2 separate regions of the Mus musculus genome follow, and region 2 is linked to region 1. The links are chromatin contacts, called in public promoter capture Hi-C maps. All regions are on one chromosome and are shown on one strand. Each heading gives the region's core, a stretch centred on a gene start, on an enhancer-like site or on the middle of the called end of the contact. The rest is flanking DNA. Distances are from core to core; before and after follow the strand shown.

Region 1 (6,090 bases), core at 2,459-4,958:
GGACCATGTAGAGACTGCCATATCCAGGGATCCACCCCATAATCAGCATCCAAACTCTGACACCATTGCATACACTAGCAAGATTTTATTGAAAGGACCCAGATGTAGCTGTCTCTTGTGAGACTATGCCGGGGCCTAGCAAACACAGAAGTGGATGCTCACAGTCAGCTAATGGATGGATCATAGGGCTCCCAATGGAGGAGCTAGAGAAAGTAGCCAAGGAGCTAAAGGGATCTGCAACCCTATAGGTGGAACAACATTATGAACTAACCAGTACCCCGGAGCTCTTGACTCTAGCTGCATATATATCAAAAGATGGCCTAGTCGGCCATCACTGGAAAGAGAGGCCCATTGGACTTGCAAACTTTATATGCCCCAGTACAGGGGAACACCAGGGCCAAAAAGGGGGAGTGGGTGGGCAGGGGAGTGGGGGTGGGTGGATATGGGGGACTTTTGGTATAGCATTGGAAATGTAAATGAGTTAAATACCTAATAAAAAATGGAAAAAAAAAAAAACCAAACATGGTGGCACACAACCATACTCTACTTGGGAGGTAGGGACAGGAGGATCAGGAATTCAAGGTCATCCTTGGCTACATAGCAAGTTCAAAGTCAACCTAAGCTATGTGAGGGCTTGGCTTTAAAAAAAATAAAAATAAAACAAAACAAAACCTTCCAGGGCCTGTTGGCACACTTTTAATCCCAGCAACTGGGAGGCAGAAGCAAGTATACACAGTGAGGACAGTGAGGATTACGTGACCCTATCTCAACAACCAACCGAGAGAGAGAGAGAGAGAGAGAGAGAGAGAGAGAGAGAGAGAGAGAGAGAGAGAGCGCTCAGCTGATCTGAGCTTCTAATCCTAGCTACTTGAGAGACTGTGGTAGGAGAACCACAAGGACAGAGGGAGGGAGGGAAGCAAAAAAATAAGTCAGTTCCTCCCTTCTAGCCTCCACCCCCTTCCCAGCTCTCAGTAGTGAGGAGGAAACCAGAGCCTCATGGATGCTAGGCAAGTGCTCTTCATTAAGCTTTAATCTCAGCCATCCTCATCTCCTCTTAAGGGAAAATTCCCAAGAACTATCCCATGCCACATTCTCTCACTTCCCGTTATTCCCATTAGCTATAGGCCATGTTCGTTGCAAGGGAAGCAGGGAAGCGTGGTTTTTAAAGTCTGGGGAGGTCTTACACAGTTATGGAAGAAGAAGGAAATGGATGCTGCCCATGGTTATGAAGGACGTGTAAGGAAGTGAAGCTGGAACGGTTAACAGGGCTGGGAGCAGGGGGTTAAACATGTCTCTGAAAACGATAGGAAGCTGAAAAGGCATTAAATGCCTCAGGATCACACTGACAAGCTGCCCAGACCACTACATTTTCTCTGCTCAGCTACTTAACACATATGGGCAGTCCAGAGAAAACCATCAAAGCCCGGCCTACCCAGGGAGAATCGGAATCATCTCTGCTAAATACTTTGCCCAGCTCTCTCCTTCCTTGCTTCCTTCAGCCCCTGCTCCTCCTGACATACAACCTGGCCTTCCCAGGCCACCTGACCATTCTCCATTCCCCAACTCTCTATCCAGCACTCTGTACTTTTAAAATATATCTGCTTGTTCTCTGGCCCTTCCCCAGCAGAACAGAAGTATCATGAGAGCAGAGACTTGTCTGATGTAACCTCTTCCCTCATGTCCCACACCTAGGAGACATTCTGATAGCCTTCTTTTCTTTGATAGATATTTGCTTAGAATAAAAATTTCCCATGATCACACTAGTGTGCTTCTATCCTGGCAGAATATACACGTGTGCTCATCTGCATGTGTTGCTATGCCTGCCTGACTCTCTACATCCATGTGTCTTGGTGTGGGGAGGTGTCTGCTCAGCATTGTGTAGCCATCAGGAAAATAGCAACAGAAAGCAGTGGCTTCTGAAAGTTGGTCGAGGCAGTTTGGGATAGCCCAGAAACTTGATGCTTTACTTACAAGGAAGATGTGGCCTTGATGGTCACTTCATTCTGCTCTGCTTCTAGGGAAAAGAGATGAGAATTCACCCGGAGCCTGGAGTGTCCATGGGCTCTCTCTGCCCCATCTTCTGCAATTGGCCACACTTCTTCTTTGAGCCCTAACGTTCAGATAATCCAGGGGGCAAGCGGAAAGCAAATAGAGGACATGAGATTCACATTTGCCTCGGCTACAGTTTAGATCAAAGTGTACCCAGAAGTGAGCATGTATTCAAAGCCTGGCCCCTATGCAAGTGTTGATCAGAGGTGGGGATTTCAGTGTGAGCCTGTGTTAGCCCCTGTGTGGGATCATAGGGATCAGACGCCTTCATGGGTAGATTCATCCACTGTTAGATTTATAATCCAGTGGGTGGAACCCTCTGGAGGTGGAGCCTAGCTGGAGACAATATGTCATTGAGCCTTTGGGTCTAGCGCTTGGCCTCCCATTACCTGTGCTCTAGCTCCCACAGTTCCAAAGCAATGGAGCTAGCAATGCTGGACCTCTGAAAGCATGAGACAAAAGAAGTCATTATTTCCTTAGGTGGTTTCTGAAAGCATGAGACAAAAGAAGTCATTATTTCCTTAAGTGGTTTTTCCTGAGTATTTATCACAGCCACAAAAATAAGTGACTAAATACAGCCTCCAACCTTAAGCACTTACCATTCTCAGCATTCTGAACAGGATAAGGTTTACCTAAGGTGTAATATTTGTGTCCTATTTCATTTTATGCTAGACTCCAACTTAGAAAGATCCGGGATCATCGTTACTGGAGACTTGATGACTAGATCCGTTAGTCCTGCCAATTGCTTGTAAGGATGCTAAACGCAGGGTATACATAACACTGGGAAGAAACAAGGGGCATGCTGGCTAACACACTCCGGATCCCTCACCCTCCAATTTGAATCCTCACCACTTAGTGGCTGAGTGATCCTCCAGCCTGCCTGCCTTGCCGGAATAAGGATATTCTAAACGTAACACACTTGTGCCCCTCCCTTTGGCTATCAGATTATTGAAACAGTCAACCCCCAAATTTTGATTTTCCCCAACAGTCCCAAGCTGGGAGGAGATAAAGGTTAATACCAGGGACCAAACAGATGAGTCACTGTCTTCCAGGAAGAGAATTACAACTTTTCAAAACTCCTTGCAGGATAGATTGAAGCCAAAAAAAAAAAAAAAAAAAAAAAAAAAAAAAAAAAGGATGGAGCAATGATGGGCAGTACCATACCCAGACCAGGACTGCTTAGCTATGCATAACTATAGCACTCTACTTAAACATAAATATCCTATCGGTGCCCGAAACATGTACTTGGGTGGGTCATTGTATGTTTTTGTCTTCTGCTTTTGCCTATTAATTGTTTCCTGGGCATACTTAGGAACAATGGTTAAATACAGCTTATTAGGACTCTGATCTTTAATGACTCTAACACTTAAAGCAAATTATTTAACTTTTTTTTCTTGTGCTGGGCTCTCTACACCGCTGAGATTCTTAGCCATATTTAAATTTTTTACAGGAGGGATTCCAAACACCGAAGTGCAGAGGCGTCCCCACTCTGGACGGCCATATGAGCAATCCGACCAGGTGACAGCTGAGCCTCCAGTGGCCGCCACAGGGCTGAGCGAGAGCATCAGGTGTTAGCTAGCGGCTGCCGCCGCGTGCGCATGCGCGACCCGAGCCGGCGCTTGGACCGCGCCTGCGCAAGCTGTCCGTCATGGCGGCTTCCTGAGCCCCATGGCTAGGGTTCCGCGTGGGACTTCAGACCAGTGTCATGGCGGGTAAGAGCCCGGGAGAGGGGGCGGGACCGGGAAGAACCCAGGGAGCATCTTGGCTTTGAGAGCCAAGCTTACACGACCTTGAAGTCTGAACCCTCAGCCTCAGTTTCCCTTTCTGTATGGGACGTCTCGGTTTCCGTGCTGGGTGAGGCAGTCCCACTCTGTCTCGGATTAGGAAGGGAAGGAGAGGCCGGGTTAGCGACTGGCTTCTTCAGAGTGACTGGCCGCTAATGGAGGAGGTCCCTGGAGCCGCTGACGCCGCCCTGCGCGCGTGGCCAGCCCTTTCCTGCACCTCTGAGCCCTGCGCCCTCCAGCTTCCTGGCGTTCCCTCTCCCAGCTCCTAAGTTTTGATTGTCCAGTGGGTGTGCATCCACCTGCCTGGGAGGAGGGGAGTTCTGTCCACCCCGGTAGACTGGTTTGGGGAATAACAGTGGCTGTAACCCTTGAAGAATTCTTGGGAATCCAACTCTGCCGTCTCGGAATTGCCTAGACGACCTGCCAGCTCCCCTACCGGAATGAATTTGCAACATGAAACCTGGGACTGCTTTTCCAGCAGTACCTAGGAGAAACTGGACACCTCTCTATACCATGCATTTTCTAAGTAGAGAAACTGTCTCAAGGTCTCTAGCCATCTCCCCGGGACACTTTTCTATAAACATGATCCTGTAGCTACTTACAAGTTACTGATGATCCCTGAAAGGGACGGTTGTCACGTTTAATCCTCACACAGGCCTCAGTGCCTCCCTATTTCCAGAATGCTGATTCCCAGGCGAAACCCTTAAAGGAGGCTCATGACCTGGGACTTCTCTCTCAGGCCACATTTCCTGGGAAACCTGCTTCATTCATACTTTTAAGTAGACGAAGTCGACCAGAGGTTAGTAGAGAATTTGTTTTCCACCTATATGTTAGACGATTTGGTCCTCATATAATTCCCACTTACAGAATGAACAATGAACATGCATCCTCTGAGGTGTAAATTTGTGTACCATAACAACACATTCTATCCTCTTATTCATGGTCAGTGTTCCCAAAGATGGCAGAGAGGATTTTTTGGACCAAAACCAAAAGCCAAATCTTGTCTTCCATTCAGAACTAGGGGAGCCAGTCTACCTCGAACCAGTAGGTGGTTAGGGCTAGGCTGTGTTTCCTCTGCCTGAATCATGTCTGATTTTTGTTGCCAGTGGTTTTGCTGAAGGCTGAGTACTTCTTTGATTTCATTCACATGAAATCCCACATTGGTTTCATTCCCAGCCCCAGTTCACACCTGCTTACCCGCTTACGTTTTCGCTGGCTTATCATGCTGTGGAGGGAAACAAAGCAAACTCGGAGAAGAACTTTCTGGGTTGGCGCCATTGCCGTTCCCTGGCACTCATCCATATACAAAGCTCCAGCTGTGGGCAGTTAGAGCATGAAGACATCTGAATTATGATAATAAAATTAAACCGTTTCCATCTTCCAGTTTGAAAACAAATGGAGGCTCCTAAGAGTTTGACTCACCGTAAGCACACCAACCACGTAGGAATTGTCCCTGTAGGCACTGGAGAAGGGCAGGTTTGGGCCAAACACATGAAACCAACCTCGTGGCAAAGAAGTCGCCGCTATTTCACACCTGTTGTAATTCAAAGACTCTGCTCAGAGCTTTTCCCACACCTCACCCCACTCCCACACTCCTGCAAGGTGGCAATATGGCTGATAGAGCAGGTCCAGAGAGGAAAGTGATTCCCCCCGAGGTCTGTAGCTGGGAGGTGGGGGACCAGAGTTTATACCTAGTTGCCCAGCTTCGAGGCCCGTCAGACTTCCGCTGGTGCTCTGTGGTGAGGTAGAACAGTTAGTTGGAAGGAAAGCCTTCCTGTTTGCAACCACTGTGGCTTGGATATGGTTTCTAATTGTAGTATATAGTTATATAGGAAAGTATTCCTCAGAGACAGGTAATGAAAGAATTCAGTAGTAAAATGTCATGTTGTCTTCAGTTCACTTTTAAGAGAATTCAAAGGAGAAATCATAGATGGATAGATAGATAGATAGATAGATAGTAGATAGTAGGTAATATGCTTTACTGGATAAGATAGATAATATGTATTAATAGATGATTGCTAGATAATACATTATTAAATATATGGTCTCTTATTAGATAGATGGTCTCTTAGATAGATGGGTATATATTATTTGATAGTCTCCATTATTAGGTAGGTGGTCTCTATTAGGAATATAGTCTGTTATTAGGCAAATGATCTATTATATATAGGGACTCTATTTTGGGGAGCGTTGTTTGTTTGTTTGTTTTGATTTCGAGACAGGGTTTCTCTGTGTAGCCATGGCTGTCCTGGAACTC
Region 2 (6,090 bases), core at 1,050-3,549, 2.1 Mb after region 1:
CGCCCCCGCAGGCTCACTGCCCATCGCTGCAGCCGCCAAGTCGCTCTGGGCTTCCCAGCACCGCCTACCCAGAGGCTCTTCATTCATTGGCCAGTCGCATGCTCGCCCGTATTTATTGGCTAGCTCAGTGCTCCACGTTTATTGGCTTGAGCTGTCCGGGGGCGGGTACTCATTTGCTCCGCCCCATGGGAGGTGCTCCAGTCTCTAAGTTGCTCTTCTGCAGTTGGCACTCCTTAGACTGCATCTCGAACTTAGGTATGGAGCGTCACCTTTTTGGAACTTAGTTTACCCCCTTTAAAATGATGCCGGGTGGAAAAGGAATGCCGGTAATTCCACTGAAAATCTTAGATATCCCCAAAGCGCTTTTGTTGTTTTCTTTTTCACGGTATAGTAAGAAAAAAAAATCAATTACTGAGTGCCTTTGACAGAGGCATTATAGGGTTCCATGACACCCGGATGGAAAGTACCACAAGCAGGTCAAATCTTCTGCCAATAAGGCTGCTTATTGTTTCTATTATTTTGCAGTCCATGTTTAAAACCAACCAACCAACCAACCAATAATGCTAAGTATATATCTGCTCAGATTCTTCGGTTTACAGACCACCTTTGTGCTTCGTCAGGAGGATGAGTTTGCGAGGGATCAAAACCAAGGTCTGTGTGTGCAAGATATAGACGAGATGTAGCTCTACATCTGTTTTTGAAAACAACAACAACAACAACAACAACAACAACAACAACAAAACCCAAACCCTGAAAACCCAGGGTCTCACCATGAAGCCTCTGGGTGCCCTGAAATTGGCTATAGACCAGGCTGTCCCAGAACATGTAGAGTTCCACTGCCTCTGTCTCCTGAGTTCTGGGATTAAGGTCTATCCTCAATTCTTACAAAGGCCTTTAATCTAAGTCACACTTAGGTTTATAGGAGCTGGACAAGGCAATGTAGTATATTCCCTTTTCACAGATGAGGAAAACAAATTCCAGAGAAATGGATTCTCGAAGCTGCTGAGTCTCTGTCATTTCCTTTGGAGGTCAGACATGTTCTTGTTCTTTCATGACTTTTACATGGGAAACCATTAGCCTGATGCCAGTCTACATCTCTCTAATTCTTGGAAGCAATGCAAACCATTCACTCTATCAATATTCATCTAAAAACGTGCTATGTGCAAATCTTGTCCTGGGCCCTGGAGAGAACATTGGTCCCTGACTCAACTCTTTTCCTAGGACAGTCAATGGGCTGTCACAGGGGTTAAATAGCTATGAGATGTAGAAATGAATAAATGAGAGGGTGTGGGGCACAAAATCTTGCTTCCCACCGAGGTTCCCACTTCCAGTCTGGGAAGGAAGTCCAGGTGTATGTAACCTTTCATGGAGATCTTGGAGTTCTCTTTCTTTCTTACTGAATTAGTTGGGAAATGGCATGAGTTTTCAATAATGACCAGAGGAAACCTCTGAAAGTTCATCGTGGTTAGCTTTACAATGCTGCTCACATCTTTACAAAATGTTTTAAGACTAATGTGCAAAAGAAAAAGGTTGTAAGGACAAACCAGAATGTTACTGATTGGTTTTGTCAACAGAAGCAAATAAGGGTACCTGGGCTTGAATCCTGCGTCTGTCACACATAAAGTGCCTCTGTGACTCAGTTTCCTGAATTGTAAAATAAGGTTAATAACAGCATCTACTTCATATGGTTGTGAGAATTAAATAATTAATCACTTAGGATAATGACAAATGATAATGTACTACTCAATGCTTTTTATTTTTAATTCTTATTATTGCGATATTGAAGGTTGCATCCATAATGCATAAGCCACATTCCCACCCCTTTAAAAAATTTTTTTAAAGAGTTAGACCCATCAAAATGGCTCAGCTGTTAAGCAAAGATGCTGACAAGTCTGAAGATCCGACTTCAATTCTCAGATCTCAAATAGTGGAAGGCGAGAACTTGCTTTCCAAAGTTTTACAGACTCTAAGTGCGTGTGTGTGTGTGTGTGTGTGTGTGCGCGCGCGCGCGCGCGCACGCGCACGTAATACTTTTTAAGAGAACTAAACCTTGCCAAATTGCCAAGGGTGGTCTCCAATTTTAGCTGGGGTTTCGAGACACTCTTCTAATCACAAAGCTAACAATAAATAAGGTCAGATAGTCTTACTCCGATTTCAGCAAACCGTTTCCGCCCACCTTGACAGTGCCCAGCCTCTTCCTTCCTCTTGTCCCGCCTCCTCTGGACGGTCGCGCGAGTCATGCCGGTCCTTGTAGTCCGTTCGCAGAGTCCTGTCGTCAAGAGCCTCGCCGGAGAACTTCATTTCCCAGATTTCCTCGCGGCGGCGGCCGTAAAGCGCGGCGGTCGAACGGCCGGTTCCGGCTGAATGTCAGTGCGGGGCTTTGGGCTGGGGAGCAAGGTGCTTGGCAGTCTCTCCACCGCCCCCGCCGCCGCTGGCTGGGCTTGAGATGTCGCCGCGGACACCGGGCCGCTGGGCGGCTCGGACATGAAACCGTGAGGCAGGCGACAGGGCTGGTCTGCGGACATGTTTGGACGCTCACGGAGCTGGGTGGGCGGGGGCCACAGCAAGTCCTCCCGCAACATCCACTCCTTGGACCACCTGAAGTGAGTGTGCGGGGCGCGCGGCGGGAAGGCCGCGGGGCCGGGCGCGGACGCCCAGACGCGGGCTTGGCTTGCGGGGCTCGGAGGTGCGAGGAAGACAGGGGTGCCGCGGGAGGGTTGTATGTTGGTTATCCGCAAGGCTTTGGAGTCAGGGCACCTGGCTTCGAACCCTGACTCTTTCACTTCTGGCTCTGTGTGTGACCTTGGACAAGTCGCGTGATTTTTCAGTCTCCAGACACCTAACCTGAAAAGTAAGGGCATCGTTGAGTTTTCGTTTTGTGGGCTGGAGTTGTCTTGATGTCCCGGGGACAGACAGTGGCCACTGGGCTTCTTGGGGTAGCACTTCTTGGACTGCATAGTTACGAGGCCATTGACCCGGCCAGATCTGGATTCGATTTTAGTTAACAGTATGCATTTAGGCTTCAGTTTCCTTCACTGTAAAACGAATAGAGTGACAGTACCACTTTTTGTGGTTATTTTTAGGATTGGTTGGATAAGAGAATGAAGAAAACGCACAGAACATGTACAAGTGCTCTAAAAAGAACATTGATTAAAAGAACACAAGTATTTTCAGAAGGAATTCTAGAGGGATAGTCAGCAGTAGCACCTTTAGAGAAGACAGGAGGCTTACAGAGTCCTGGGGAAACAGGGAAGTACACAGAAGAGGCTAGCTTTGGAGTTAGACCTGTGTTCAAATCCTGACTTAATGACTGTAGCTTTGGGCATATTTTCTCTCTCTGTCCTTCCAATTTGCCATTACCAGCTGGGAACTGGGAACTGTACAAGAATTGGGTAATGTTGAGCATGTTAAGTGATTGATTCAGGATTGCTCTACAGGAGTGGCTAACAGAGGCACTCAAGCCTTCCCAGCCCATTCCAGTTCCTTTCTGTCTCTAAGTTCCAGTCATTATACCCTTGCTGTCTTCTGTGGCTCTGTTTATTTTCACTTCCTTTCTAGCTTTTGTTAAACTGACACTCCCAAGACGGGAGAACCTGCTTGGTTTCTTTGCACTTATATTGCCAGAGGATTGGAAGGGACTACAAAGAGAGAGTGGTAGAAGACAGAGACCTTAGAGAAATGAGAGGCTCCAGGGAGAGAACTGGAGGTGGAGGTACCAAGGGGGGGCGGAGAAGGCAGTTTCAGAGGGGACCCCAGAAGCTTTGTATGGGGACAGGAAGATAGTGCGGTAACAACAGAAAGGAAGACAGGGGTCCCTAGAAAAGATTGGCAAGCTAAAAATTAGATGGGACTTCCCCTTTGATGTTGGGGTGTAGAATGGCTTCTTTCTGTCATGGAGCAAGGATTTAGTAAATGTTTGTAAATCTCCAAATGTGAAGAGCTGGATGATTTGGGGGTGGAGAGGAAAGAGGTAGAGGGCAAGAGTGGGGGTTGGTAGCAATTCAGAAATCTTAACCGGGATGGCAGATGGCCCGGAAAGGGAGTGGGGTGTGGATAAGTGGCTGTGAAGGGGAGGATGATTGTCCCGAGGGGCTGGGTGTCCTACCAGCCTAAGCACCTGCTGGCTCTCACTTCACTTGGGACTGTAGCCCCTTTAAATTCCCATTATTGTGTTACTTTGCCTGGTTAAGGATTTCCTGTTTGTTTTATTCATCACAAGTCTATGAGTTTGATTGTGTCCTATATAGATAGACTTAGGATCCAGGTAGCTTAAGGCAAGTTTCAATTCTGGTTTCTTTGTTATAATGTCTTTCTGGATAAAACTTCTTAGTTTGAGGAAACTTTTGACTGGGCTGCATGTGATGGCCAATGGGACATTTTTGCTGGCCAACAATGGACACCTGGTAATGTAAAGGACCTCAGGTCCCTTCCTGATACCCTGGGAATGTCTCTGGTTCACTTCAGAGGTCCTGGGAAAAAGAGCTTGCCCACCTTAATTCAGGCTGCTCTGTTTATTCCCTTTCACAGCTTCAGGAACCTGGGTATTGATTGGCACAAGACCTAGAAGATCCAAGGTGACTTGGAAAGGGGGCTGCAGACATCTAGTGCCTACCCCAGTGCTTGTGCTGCCTTCATCTGCATTCTGAGTACCAACTCCTGGGGGAGACTGCTAGCTGCTGCTAGGAGACCACAGTGGAGCCAGGACTCTTCAGTGTGTCAAATCTCGGGACTCTAGTGGTCCCAGGGGTCTGTAGAATTCCTTTATAGAAGCTTTCTGGAGGAGGCAACACTGTATCAGAGATCCCCTAAATGGGGAAGTGTCATCATAAGGCACAGCCACATTAGGGGCACCATAGTCAGATTTATGGCCAATCCAGGTAGGAACTCATAGCTATGGGAAGCAAGGCTGTGAGAAGAAAGAGGCTTTATCAGACATGGGGGCCAATGAACACCTAACGTTTGTCCAGTCTGGGGTGGGGGTTGGGGAGCAGAACATGGGATTTTCCGTACTGAAACAGGAAAGCCAAGTAAAGCAGAGCAGATCGCCTTCCCGGTTACTAAGTGACTGACGGCCCCAGATCCTTTAAAACAGACCCAAGCCAGGGAAAGCGTGCATTCATGCATCTCCTGCCGCAGTCTCTAGATCAGGGAGACCCAGGATGCATCACCCTGCTGGTCTCCAGGACATCATTGTCCTGATGTAGCAGTCTTGGTGGAATAAGAGGTTAAGATTTTAAGAAAATTGAGAGTAGGGTTCTTTAGTTGTTGATTTTATATTTCTTTCTTCAGGGTCACAGAGGTGTAAGGGGGAACAAGTCTTTCTCTGCTCCTGAGTGCTGGAATTACAGACATAATGTGTCTGTATCACATACTGTGTCACTATACCCTACCACTGCTTATAAGGCATTCTTTCCTTCACAGCACTTCCATCTTACAAACTGGAAAGAAACTTTTCTGTTACACACTTTTTGCTAAATAGTGAAAAGCTGTACTTGAATTATTTACATACCAAGTTTGGTCAGTCACTTAGTTGGGGACAGATGGAACAGTCAGGTTGTTATTCATGACACATCATTGATGGTTCACTGCCAGACTAGTAACAAGGCTGTGACATTAACTGACAAATGTCTACCCTCAGCAGAATCTCTACTTATAGAGTCCTTTGATTGTTACTGAAATGTCATTTGGAAAGGGGGCCATTTGCCCACAAACTGATAGAACCTTGGTTGTTATGTTGTTGTCTCAATTCTAGTCACTTGATGATGTCAAGATTCTTGGTCCAAGTGATGATCCTGCTAAATTGCCTTCTGAGCTGGTGGAGTCTATTGGATAGCTCTTGTAACTGAACGGTGTGTTCTAGCTACACCATAGCAGAGAGCGGGTGCTTAGTTAGACGAAGCTGCCTCCTTTCTTCTGGTCTCATTCTCAGCAGGTTCTGGGCACCACTGTGTCAGCTTAGCCATGCAAATGGGAACGAAGCTCCTTTTCTCTTTAAAGCTTGTGTTACTCTCACCCATGCTGTGTCATCCTACTCCAGTCCCTGTTACAGATTGCCTTTGCTTGCCAGAGTTCCAGAAGGTCCCTTTCAAC

Evidence for each region. Promoter capture Hi-C pulls out the DNA fragments that hold promoters and counts their contacts.
Region 2: a promoter capture Hi-C map of pre-B cells shows a contact between it and region 1, with 7 times the contacts expected there. The contact joins the promoter of Clec16a here to the promoter of Mettl22 in region 1. A contact is called at or near these places in 3 of 39 promoter capture datasets (liver and pre-B cells) and 1 of 115 datasets of contacts at active chromatin or transcription factors (astrocytes).

Annotation. Positions count from the first base shown.
Region 1 is chr16:8,467,105-8,473,194 of GRCm38.p6, forward strand. It overlaps Mettl22 (methyltransferase like 22), which reads left to right and starts at 3,709. Exons shown (of 11, transcript NM_146247.1): 1 at 3,709-3,761. Gm30012 (a long non-coding RNA gene) reads right to left here and starts at 4,047. Exons shown (of 5, transcript XR_384641.4): 1 at 3,839-4,047; 2 at 2,439-2,491; 3 at 1,972-2,110.
Region 2 is chr16:10,543,040-10,549,129 of GRCm38.p6, forward strand. Clec16a (C-type lectin domain family 16, member A) reads left to right here and starts at 2,300. Exons shown (of 23, transcript NM_001204229.1): 1 at 2,300-2,603. The coding sequence starts at 2,524. It overlaps Dexi (dexamethasone-induced transcript), which reads right to left and starts at 15. Exons shown (of 2, transcript NM_021428.4): 1 at 1-15.